Regions from separate parts of the Sus scrofa genome. Here region 2 is linked to region 1. The links are chromatin contacts, called in public HiChIP or PLAC-seq maps. All regions are on one chromosome and are shown on one strand. The core of a region is the stretch at or near the end of the contact, and the rest is flanking DNA. Distances in the headings are between cores, read along the strand shown.

Region 1 (6,014 bases), core at 2,701-5,200:
CATACGCACTGTCTTTTATATCCTTCCCACTTCATTGGTCTAAATTATTATTCCCAATTTACACCTGAGAACACTGAGGTTCAGTTATCCAGAATTATGCAGCCAATAAGGTGACGCCAATGTTCCTACTTAAATTCACTCTTAGAGAGGTCATGCATTGAATCTCCTTATCATAGCTTCCATTTTCTTTTCTCCTGCTTTGTGTGTTCTTCATTTCAGAAATATTTTTCTCCCAAAAATCTCCTAAAATAAATTGAAAACTTTAGACATTGCTCCCAAGAGGTTTATGTCAGTGTGTGTCTGTATGTGCGTGTGTGTGTGTGTGTGTGTGTGTGTACAGGCTCACATATCACACATATTCTGTATTATTTGTGGCAAAGCTAAGATGACATGCCACTTAGATTGCACACTATTTGATATCAGGGAACTTACATTCAAATTAAGACTTTGCCCTTTTCATGGCATGAGACAGAAGACAGCTGGACTCTGCCACAGGATCTGTCCAGCTGGGCTTGCCAGACACTGGGGACTAACCCTGTAGTAGGGGCCAACTTGAATGGTAGAGCTGATGTATGAGGCCCAAGTTTGGTTTTAAGAATTTTCAGTTGGGCAAAATGAAGCACGGAGTAATGGTAAATTAGGTTATGATCATGTCTTCAGTGCAGCCTGACAATATGGACCACCTTTTAGGGATTCGTGGATGGGTGTGAAGTGGCACAACCTTCAACTCTGGAGTACTGTTAAGAGGGCAGGCTGCGGAGACAGTATTCCTTGCTTTGTAGCCTATCTTGGATCAATCACTTACTAGCCATATGACCTGGGGAAGTTTATCCTTTATGGCTTCTGTTTTCATTTTAATAAACATCACAGAATTGATTTAAAGTTAAAGGAGATAAGACATGTAAAGATTTAAAACAGTGCCTAAAACAAGGTGATCACTCATCAGAGAGTATTATTATTATTATTATTATTATTATTATTATTATTATTATTATATTGGGGGAGCCCATAACTGGCAAGAGCAGCAAATAAATCAATGAGAGAGCAGTGTATGCATGAGGCAGGTGGGTCTAAGCAGGCTTTGGATGCTGGGATTATTTGAGAGACAAGGCCATCATCAAGTTCTGTGCATTAAACCAACATTCAGGAACAAAAGAACAGATAAATTGGAAATACACTGATATCTAGGGTGAACCTTGCGATGTCATTGAATAGACTTAGGAAACAAGGCAGAAACCTAGGTTTGGTGGCCTGGGCCTGAGGGGTATTGTGTTGGACCAAGTTGCAAGAAGAACAGTCCAGTCTTAGTCTGCATGATACCTGCAGGCCTGTAGATCTCACCTCCAGATTGGCCTGAGAATTGGGACAGGATAAGTTGGAAGGCTTAGCTGTAGGGTCCAAAGGGAAAGGGAGTCTGGGAGAAGAGCTGAAAATGAAGTGATAAATTCTTTTCCTCAAACACTAATCACTGTAAGCACTCACAGGAGGAAGAATAAATCGATAAATGTGGGAGTAGGTAATTGTAACTATGGTGGGACCAAAGCTGAGTCTTAGATGCTGAACAAGATTTGTGTGATGAATAAGTAGAGGGAAAAGGGAAGAAAATGTGGTCAAAAGTCCTGACACTGGGATGAAGGTGAAGTGTATGCGTAAGTCAGTGGTGATCTTGGTCTGATTGATACTGACTTGTGGATGTGAGTGTGCATAGGAAGGAAAGGCTGGATTAGGGAGGAATTTATTAATCTGGCACAGGAAAATGGTATATGGCAAGAAAGGCAAAAGGAGTAATGAATGGCTGTAAATAAAGAAATGAAACACAATAGCCAAACCCAGAAATTATGCATAATACATAATAATACATAATACGTAATAATTTTCCAAAGAAAATTATTTTGAGAGAGAACAAGAGGATGAAAAAGTCTTTTCCTGAACACGTACTTTGGGCCAATGTGACATGTATAATGTATTATGACAATTTTGTGTTTAGATGTTACTGTGACTATTTTCCCAAAAGAAAACTGAGGCTTAGAAGGTAAAGCAACATGCCTAATGTCACTGGAAAGATACTCAAACAGATTTCAGATCTGGGTTTGCTTGATTCCAAAATGTTCTATTTTCCTTTACTGGATAGTTGTCTACAGTAGGGCAAAGGAAGGAGGAGAAGCTAGAATGATCCAGGCAATCAGGGATGCAAGTCCAGATGAAAGGAGTGGCAGGAGATAAACACAGCTTTCTCAGTAAAATGTAGCTTTCCTTTTCTTCTTTTTCCAAGCATAATGTTTGTGTCTTTCCTGCTGCCAATCCCATTCATCATGTACTCCAGACAGTCTTATACCTGTCTAATCCTTACTATTTTTATTTCTGCTGTGTTTTTCACATTTGCATTCTGAGTGTTCTCTGCATAGTGTCTTAAAACAAATCATCAGAGGGTACTTGCTAAATGGGATGAGTATACCCCCGTGGAAAGCAAGATAGGCAAAAGCAGATCAATCCAGTTTTGTGCCACAGACTCACTACTTACCAACTCTATGCTTTTAGTCAATGCTCATTTTTTTTTTTTTAGAATCTCAACTTCCTCATCTATAAAAAATATTAGAGTAAAACATTATGCATGGGATTGTGGGGAGGAAGGATATCAAGTATAATATGGCAGACCAAGTTCCGGATCCAGTGGAGGAATCATATATCTTATTTAGTTCTCTTCTCTCTTCCCCTCAATGAACTAAACTATTAAACATTTGAGAGAGTGTCTTATAGAAGAATGGAAAGGATAATAAAATAAATAATAAAAAAGTTAAGTGCATTAATAAAAATACAAGTAAATAAGGGTATTTGATTAATGATCATCCTACAAACCATGGTTAATGATGCTTTGCCCCCAAAGCTACATGTATTATTAGTCTTTAGACAAAGCCTCAGTTCATAACCTGTACATTCATTAAACCTGAAATAGGCAAATGGATTATACTCAAAAGTCAATAGGCTGGATAAAATCACTTCTTAAGTAACATTTTCTATTTGTTATTGGCCCATTTGGACCTCAAGGATAAAAGATATTACTTATCAACTAATTTATACAGTGATGAGAATGAGAGATAATATAATGGATGAGAGAATCAAGATGAAAAATTATTTCAATAGGCTCAAATAATGGACCAAAACTAACAAGTAAAATTTAACAGGAATCAAGTTGAGACCTGCATTTGGGTTAGGTTCATGCTGTTAATTCCATATTATAAGAGAGAAGAGACATGTCTAGAAAATAATTCATGTGAAATCTATCTTGGAATTTTAGTTGACCAAAACTAAATGAGCTTACAATGTGAAGTGATTTTGAAAAATAGAAAATGACATATGAGGTTAATAAAAGAAGTAGGGACCATGAAAAATTATAAAAAGGATTTGCACTATTTTTTTACTAGTATTCATTCACCATCATCCAGTCGAATTCCTATATCAATCTAATAAAATATTCCCAAAGTCTTTGGGAGAGCTGTGTTTTCCATCTGTCCCTGGGATAAACTTTGGTCTCATTCCATTTGTTATGTTTTGGTTAAATGCCTCTTTAGCATCCCAATGAGGGCACAGCAGTTTGTAAAGGTGATATCTTGTAGTTTTATGTGTACATTTGTACGTGTGCACATCTAGGAGAGCCGGATGGCATTTAGATCCCAAGAATGGGAAAAAAAAATTTTTTTCCCATATGAGATTCTCCAAATGTTCTAGTCAACTCTTAGCTCTGACATCTTCCCACTTACTCAAGTTCATGAGATTCGATAGCCCTGTGGGGACTCTCATGTGCTTAATTAACACTGGGGCCAGGGGAGTACAGCTGTGAATGTTTGCTATGGCCATGGTCACTGATTGTTCTCCTGGTTAGGTAAGCAGTGCTAAGCTCTGTGTACACAATTGTGATTGCGACAACCATCACTACCTATTTTGGTGCTCAACATGAGTCAGCTTCCTTACTAGCTCTTTACCCTATTCAGTGACATGCTGCCATCTAGAGTCTTGTGTCCAGCCAAGGGATGTCTACTGGTTGTTCAGAGCTACCTATCCCCATTGCCCCATCTCATGGACCTGTGGCTTCCAAAGTCAAACACACATGCAAATAATAACAATGAAAAAAACATACACCTTGCCTTCTGACGTTTCAACATTCAGTAGAGAAATATTGGGATTTTTGTGAAGCTCATGGATTCTTTTCTTCCCTTGGCTGTCTTGTAGGGTGCCACACCTTGTGGTGAGGGAAAAAAGTCTTATTGTTAAAGACTTTCTTTTCCACTGGTGAGACTATTTAGAATCTGGTTCGAAAAGATAATACTGGTATAGACGTAATTAATAGTAATTTCTTTCATTTGGATCTGTGTACACATATGTGTGGGGAAGCTTGGGGTCCAGAGTGCCACCAAACTTGATGAACAGCATCTATGTAATCTGGGTCTATAGATTTGCTCCCAATATCAGAGTACCTCCTATACTCTTAAAAAGCATGTACTTTCATGGTGAAGTGGCAGAGGTGAGGGTGATCTTTGTTCTTAGATACCTGAAATTATCTTCAGCTACTATGTCAAGTCTGCTAGTGATATAAGCAGATTTCCTTGAGGACATCTTCTGTGGTTTTTCAGCCAACGGATATCCTTTGTACACTAGTAATCCTAAAATACCGGGTTGAATAAACAGATGAATCAGTGGACATGTTCGTGTATTTCTTTTTATTGAACTCAGTCTTACTAAATCACAGGTGGATTCTTTCCTTCCAGAGGACAATGACAAAAGGGCCATCAAGATGATGGAATGAGTTGAAGGCCAAGCCCTGTAGGGAATATTGTATGAATGGAGGACATTTCCCTTGTAGAAATGAAGAAGTGAAGACAGAGCAGACATGATGATTATTTTTGTATACTTGAAGGGATGATGTGTCGAGTGGATTTCTGTTTAACTTTAGAGGGTAGAACTCAGATCTGAAAGTAGAATTTTTAGTGAGGCAGATTAAATAACAAGTTTGAAATAGCTAGAGCTCTTAAAAAATGAATTCAACTTCCCTTGTGAAGCAGTGGATTCTCAATCATTGAAACTGTGTAAACTGAAGCTCATAGCTCTCTGAAAGGAATTTGATAGCAGTGGGAAAACTAGATGCATAATGGAGGTTCCTTTCATTTAAAGACTTGATAATCCCGTGATCTAGACCTAAGGATGTTTGTTACAATATTTCTGTCTCTCATACTTTTTTAGAAGGTTTGCTCTTCCCTCAGCTGTTTTCATATTTATCTTCAACCTTTGCATTTCTACATTCAATGATATGAATAATTTAAATGTGTAGGCTGAATGGCCAATGTTACACTCTAGGTACCTGTCTCTTTGTCTTCAAAAAAATGCAGCATCACTTTCAGCAATTATTTTATGACTGTACCCTTTTCCTAGGTACAAGGATGCTAAGGAAAAAGGGCATTAAACATTGGAAGTAACACTAAAGTTGTTTTTATTTGTTGATTCATGAATCTAGGAATATCCATGTTTTTTTAACTTTTATTTCCCCAATACAATTTTTTTTTCTACTGTATAGCATGGTGACCCAGTTACACATATATGTGTATGTTCTTTTTTCTCCCATTATAATGATCCATCATAAGTGACTAGACATAGTTCTCAGTGCTACACAGCAGGATCTCATTGCTAATCCATTCCAAAAGCAATAGCTGGCATCTATTAACCCCAAGCTCCCAATCCATCCCCTTCCTTCCCCTCCCCCTTGGCAACCACAAGTCTTATCTCCAAGTCCATGATTTTCTTTTATAACCTGTTAATTATAAATACTCATCATTTTAAAATGTTTTATTCCAGTCACTTTGATTATTCACAATTACATAGAACCAAAAGTTGCCAGGATAAAACACAGGAATCATTCTTAACGTGATTGGTAGCAGAATAAGACATTCTGAAGATGTTCTTATTTTCAAGTTTAGTGGTACTTGATTCTTGATTAAGAATTAGTCAATAGGAATAAAATCTCT
Region 2 (6,535 bases), core at 3,564-6,063, 670 kb before region 1:
GCAGAGGAGTGTGGGTTCTGCTCTCTCCTTAGGCCTGTTCTCTCTCTCGATCTTCCTTCCCTTTCTCTCCCTCTCTTTGAAAATCTTACCCCAAGATTTTCAAAGTGGTCATTCCATGTTCATTTTACTCAGAGACCAAAGTTCAGCCAAGAGAACATAACCATAATCTTTGTTAGGTATTGCTGAAACATAGAAGTGACAAGAGTAAAAATAAATGTAAATGAAAATTAAAAAACAAAACACTACAAGAGCATATGGGAAGAGAGATGACTTTTTAATAAATACATAAATTATAATTATTTAATTTAGAAAACACCAACAACTCCAGTGTTTCTGGAAAGTAGACTTAGCATCTCTAAAAATAGCTACATGAACTTGCTAAAGAACAGAAATTCCTTATTCTTTTGGGTCTTATGAGTTATTGTTATAAATGCTAAGGACAAATTCTAGCACAAAGGACTATAATGAAACATTCTTTGAATATTAAAATAATTCCTCCAAAACCTATATTAAGCCTTACAAATTTCAAGCAAGTTATTGTATCTGAAACTCTGCTCAAGATATACACCATAGTGAGTAATGTGTTGCTATGAAAGCTTTTTGGACCAAAAAAAAAAATGACCTCTGGGAATTAGAATATTTGATTTACTGGATTTTGGCTCCTCTCCTGCCTGTTTCTCTTGCTAAGCATCCAGACTGTGATTATCTAATCTTACTCCATTCTTGGAAGTTTAGTCCCTGTAAATAATGGGAAAGGAGACCCTCCTGGTTTGTACTAGGGCATATTTGGCTGTGAATTAAATGAAGGTTTAAATCTCTAAGATTTCCAGTTAATGTTGAATTTGGCTGGATACCCTGTAGTTATAATAGCTTAAGCCTTTAAAAATACATGGGTTTTGAAATAATGATATGCATTTTTTCCCTGATTTTCTTCCTGACAAGCATTTTGTTATTACCCTCACCGTCGACTTCAAACAAATTTAAGCAATTTACAATTCTTATAGCATATGGTTGCTGCCCACGAGCACTTCGTGTGCTTTAGCAGACAGCCACATGCAACACTGAAGAATGATTTCTTGGATGAGTACTAGAGAATCATGCTTTTATCCATTTTTCTACTTGAGTTCAACTTTTAAGGTAGGTTTGGATTAGATTTTTTTCCCCCTCCCTCCTTCCCTTCCTCTATCCCTTTCCCCTCCTCCTTCTCTTCCTTCCTAAGTCTTTGTTGCAGTCTCTCTTTATTCTAGATAGAGTAATTCATGCTGTCAATATTATTAGAGACTCAGGTATTTCTAGCTTTTGCATCTCCTGAATCCTCACCTATTTTTTCAAGTCATTTTCAGTAGGGATGAATCTGCCCTTTGCTTTGTACTTTTGGCTGTACAGAATTCATCAAAACAGAAAATGTGTTGGTTTGTAAGCCTCATCACTCATATTAAAACCCTGTGTGGATTTCTGTTTTTGGAAAAATAATATCTTTTCCTTAGCCATAATTGAGATGAGGGCTGAGGGTAATTTCCTGCTGTGAAATAGAGGGTTGGAAAGAAGGAGCAGAAGCTTTGAGAATATAGGCTACGGCAGTAACAGCAAAAGGTGATGGGGAACCCTCTGATAGACAACAGGGAATCAAGGGAAGAGTTGGCAGGGCCAGGTAAATAAATATGCTATCTCGAGATCTCTGTAGCTCAAGAGGTGAGGGACCAGAGCACAGCCTTTCAGACTGAGGTCCTTAATCCTTCCATCCCCTAGCTCCCTTCCCCACTTCCAACCCCTTCCTTGCAGGAAGCCAAGAGTGAGCTGACTCACCACTTGAGGGGGTTGCAAGGCAAAGGGCTGAGTTGTGCAGGTGAAACAGCTGGAAGTGGTGAGCCATCTACTGCTGTGATTATCCCCCGCCCCCTTAGAGCCTCTTGTGGCCACCTTTGTGTCTATGCGCTCTGTACAGCCCTTCAATCTAACCTAACTTCTGTCCTGCCACTTAATCCATTTATTGAATTTATTGACCTACCATTGTTATTGTTACCCAATATTACATGGCCTAAATACTTGTGTTCTGAAACAAATTCACAGAGCATTAGTCTACTGTAGTCTCAAGTGCAAGTAAGAGATAATCTTTTTGATAAGCATCTAAATATTTTGCATGAGAGAAATACAAAGAGATGAGAGAAATGTATGTGTAATATATATACTTGCATATATGTGTATAAAATATACACATACATATGCAAATGGATATATTATATATGTAATGTTTAAATGGAACCTGGTCATCCACTACTTACTATGGAACTCATTAAACTATACAGAAATAAATAAAGCATTACATTTTCAGTATTTATATATTGTAGTGGAAATCTTTAAATACCAAATTTTACTGTTGATTAGGAAACTGAATTAAGTATCATCATAATGGCAAATTAATATACAGTTGCTACTCGGATTTTTTGTTGCCATTTGGGAAAATTATACCATCAACCAGTACTAAATAGAAAAACTCCAAATCAGTTACAAATTGAGAACAAATAACAAAGGCTGATTGTACTCTACTTAACATTTAAAATGTCTTGATCTGATTAAGTCTCTTCCATTAGATGTCTCTAGCTCTTAATGCCTTTTTCAGGTGAAAGATGGAAAGTCAAGAAGAGCCTCTGAAGGCAGACGAGGCTTAATCTACTCCTTCCAGATTGGTGTCGGCCACTTCTGGCCCCTGGGGCAGGGCCGTATCCCCTCCTGGCAGCCCCTCAGCGGTTGGCACGTGCTCACCTGCAGCGGGAGGTGGAGCAGGATGGTCGGCCTCCATCACCTGGAGCGAGGCCTCAGCGAGCGGCTCCAGCGCCTGACCGGAAGCTGCTGCCTGCGGCTTCCGGGGCTGCAGATCCACCTGTGCTTCGGTCGGGAGCCGGAAGCTTTGGGCCTCTGCTCCTGACTCAGCTGGGGGACTCCTGGCCCTGAGGGGAGGTTCGGCTTCATGTCCTCCCGCGGTCTCAGCCTGAGGCCTTGGTGGAGGCAGGGGACTCTCTGAAAGGCCTCGAGGGCTCAGGGGGGCTTGTTCCGGCTCCTTGAGGGTCGTGCTGCCGCCCTCTGGAGGACCGCCGACTTCTGCTGGGATTTCTTTAGACCCGTCGACGGTTGACTCTGGACGATGAATGACCATGAAGGCCGCAGCCAGATTCTGCACGGCATTGTGAACCCTATTGGCTTCCTCTGCAGCGGCATCAACCTCTTCACTCACAAAGGTATTTGACTCTAGCTCCTCGTCTGAGGTGTGCTGACTTTGGTCGTCTTTTTCAGGCATTTTCGCTTCTCTGATTTTCTTGTAGAGTTCATTTCTCTCTTCTTGTAAAGCTCGGCAGAGGTTTTCTAGCCTTCCGATTTTCATCACGAAGCATTCGTATTCTTTAGCTCTCAATGTTTTCTGTGATTTAAACACGCACACGCACATTAAATGACACAAAAAACAAAATGGCAAGGATGCCCTCTGCAATTTATCAGGCTCTGACCGCAAGGGGTTGGCTGGACGGGGACTTGGTCAGGGACATCACTCTTGCCCTGTGTTGGAGTCTTTGGGTAGAATTTTAATTCACATATTCTTTAGGAAAGAAAGATAGTTTCAGTCTGAGGCTTCTAAAATCTTAAAATGTATTTTCTGCTTTTAAGACTTAGAAGGCATAAGCAGAAGCTTGTGGCAAAATGATTGAGATGGACTGGGACTTGGCCGTCAGCAGTGCCTTAACTGTTCAAGAGATAAATTGCTATATGCTAATCAAGCAACTGTTTGATTTATGTTTATGAATAATAAGCACATCTCTTTGGAATTGGTTGCAGTTTGGGATGAATTGTTAGAACAGTAATTATAAGTGGAGAAACTCACCATGCACTCATTCGTGATGCTGCTTAAACTGTTCATTTCTCCTTTTCTCTAGAAATGTTGGTGTGTTAGTGCATGAAATTGTTCCTAATCATCTTACTCCTTCACCCCTGCCTTTGTGCTATTATGTACCTTTTAAGACTTTTTCCCCCACTTGTTTACTGGAGAGATCTTCACCTGTAAGCCCTGCCTCTCAGGTCAAGGGCCATGTATCTTTGCCTTCATAGTCTCAAAACCTCCAGAGCCTGAAAGAATATCAGTATTTAAATGACTGTTGGAGGAATTAAGCAATTTATCTCTGTATCTGTCTATAAAATAACATATACTTTGGGTGCTTGGGCTGGTGTTTTTCTCACTGTGTTTGAATCAACTAATTAATTTACTCTGTGCCTGTTATGCATTAGGCACAAGGGAAATTCAAGCACAGCTAAAACATTCATCTAGCAGGTGTGGTGCTGCTTTGGAATCAACAAGTAGGCATATGACTTAGGGTTAAAATGCTCTTAATGAGTCTTTTGTGGTAATTACTTTTATTGCAATATCATATATAGCACATTCCAGAAAAATTCATCTCTTTTTCAAAGGTACTCATTTGTGCTATTAGGCCATAGTTGCTTTCTGAGTATAAATGTATTGACTAGTCAGGGGAAGAAGAGCAAGGGGAAAAGCTTCCTCACCTCTTCAATCATGTCCAACAGAGCTTTGTTACAGTTCTCAAACCGGGCTTTCCACGTGGCTGTTTCTTTTTCCAGCTTCTTCATTTTCTTAGTGGTCTATAGAAATTAGAATGTTTTAATGTTAATCCTGATTAGTTAATATATCAAAGAAACTGTCGGTGCCATATGTGATGTCAGGAAAAGTTCTTTTGTTACCAGCTACTGAAGGAAACAAAAATTCAATACCAAGGAATGAAGAATGAGTGGAGAGAGTCATGATTTATTTCTGAATCATCTGGGTCAGTGGTGAACAAATTTATTTGCATCAGAGCCAATTCAGGAGAAAGGGAACTACTTAGGGCCTTCCTGTTTTGTCATGCTTTTTCTTTTGTTTAAAATAAAAATAGCTTTATTGAGTCCCAAGAATAAACTTGAAATTTAAGTTATTTACTTTATTGAATAGAAGACTATTAGTGAGAAAGTTGGCCTGGCTTTTTAGCCATTAAAATGTTGATAATATCTGGGCATATCTGAGAAGTGTCCACACAAAGGCAGCTTTCTATTTTCTCAGTCTTTACATTTGTAGAATGCAGTAGGATTTACAGAAAGTGATTACATGCGTTATTCATTTCGTTCTTTTTTTTTTTTTTTTTTTTTTTTTTTTTTTTTTTGTCTTTTGAGGGCTGCACCTGTGGCATATGGAGGTTCCCAGGCTAGGGGTCTAATTGGAGCTGTAGCCGCCGGCTTACACCACAGCCACAGCAATACCAGATCCGAGCCGTGTCTGTGAGCTGCACTACAGCTCACCACAGTGCCAGATCCTTAACCCAGTGAGCGAGGCCAGGGATTGAACCCACAACCTCATGGTTCCTAGTCGATTCATTTCTGCTGTGCCACGATGGGAACTCTCATTTCATTCTTGAAACAATTCCCTAAGGAAAGTTCTGTTTTCACCTCTATAAATGGGGAAACTAAGGCTCAGGAAGGTGGAATAATATTCAGGTGACTCAGCAGAAGAGGGGGCCTGGAGTCCTTTCACTTAAAGCAACATGTATGGAGTGCCTGCTTGTCACCAGGCAGGGGCTAGGTGTAGGGCATACAGAAGTGAATAAAAGGTAGCCTGGCTTTTTCGTGACTGAAACTGTTCCTAGTTAGAGGATCTCCTTTCTTTTTGGATAAAGTGAAGGATAAGGCATGTGTTTATTTAGGTGCATTTACCCTGGATGAGCCACACTTGGGCACTTGCTACTTCGGGCCAGACTGCCTGAGGCTGGGTCTCTCCACTTGGAGGCCAGAGGCTGGCCCCAGGCTGTTGGCCCCTGGGCTCTGTAGAGAAGCTATGTGAGCCTTGGATACTTTTTTATTTTGATAATTTTTAAAATGAAGTTAGTAGTTTATAAACCATTAAAAGTTATCACCTCCTTTAGGAATTTGATGAAATCTATGGGACTACACTTAAACCTAAAGAAATACGCATATCAAATTTTTTTTTTTTGGTAATTCTAAGGTCTTACTGCTAAAAGTCTATGAAGCCTCAGATTAAAAACTCCTGCTGTAATATCTATTTCAGTCTTAAAACTATGTATCTTGGAATAAATAGCATTTTTCCTACCTTAGTATTTATTTCAAATTAAAACTATGATTAAATTTTTAAAAATGGAATTGGAAAGCTGTAACTTTTTTAAAAAAAATCTTTTCTTGTTTTTTTTATGGTAGAAACAGCTTTAAAAAAATGATTTTTTTTTTTTTTTTTGTCTTTTAGGGCTGCACCTGTGGCATATGGAGGTTCCCAGTGTAGGGGGTCCAATCCAAGCTGTAGCTGTCAGCCTATGCCACAGCCACAGAAATGCAGGATCTTTAACCCACTGAGTAAGGCCAGGGATCGAACCCAAGTCCTCATGGATACTAGTCGGGTTCGTTAACTCCTGAGCCACAACTGGAACTCCTAAAAACAAAAATTTAAGAAATTAAGAGGTTCCTTTAATATTGTATCAACTTCTAAATTTATTTT

What was found. HiChIP or PLAC-seq counts read pairs in DNA pulled down with a chosen protein or histone mark.
Region 2: a contact with region 1 is called in an H3K27ac HiChIP or PLAC-seq map of alveolar macrophages. The contact joins two enhancer-like sites. A contact is called at or near these places in 11 of 47 Hi-C or Micro-C datasets (alveolar macrophages, blood, embryonic fibroblasts and 6 more) and 1 of 2 datasets of contacts at active chromatin or transcription factors (alveolar macrophages).

Annotation. Positions count from the first base shown.
Region 1 is chr1:24,604,182-24,610,195 of Sscrofa11.1, reverse strand. No RefSeq gene overlaps it. Among named protein-coding and RNA genes, the nearest start is that of CITED2, 550 kb to the left of the region's middle. Within about 2 kb of position 3,950, at least 12 of the 83 cell types and tissues checked have an H3K27ac peak or open chromatin away from gene starts, as enhancers often do. A contact at or near this core is called in alveolar macrophages, where this site is marked.
Region 2 is chr1:25,279,024-25,285,558 of Sscrofa11.1, reverse strand. It overlaps TXLNB (beta-taxilin), which reads right to left. Exons shown (of 9, transcript XM_021087298.1): 8 at 4,546-4,641; 9 at 256-3,415. The coding sequence ends at 2,666. Among named protein-coding and RNA genes, the nearest start is that of TXLNB, 54 kb to the right of the region's middle. Within about 2 kb of position 4,813, at least 6 of the 83 cell types and tissues checked have an H3K27ac peak or open chromatin away from gene starts, as enhancers often do. A contact at or near this core is called in alveolar macrophages, where this site is marked.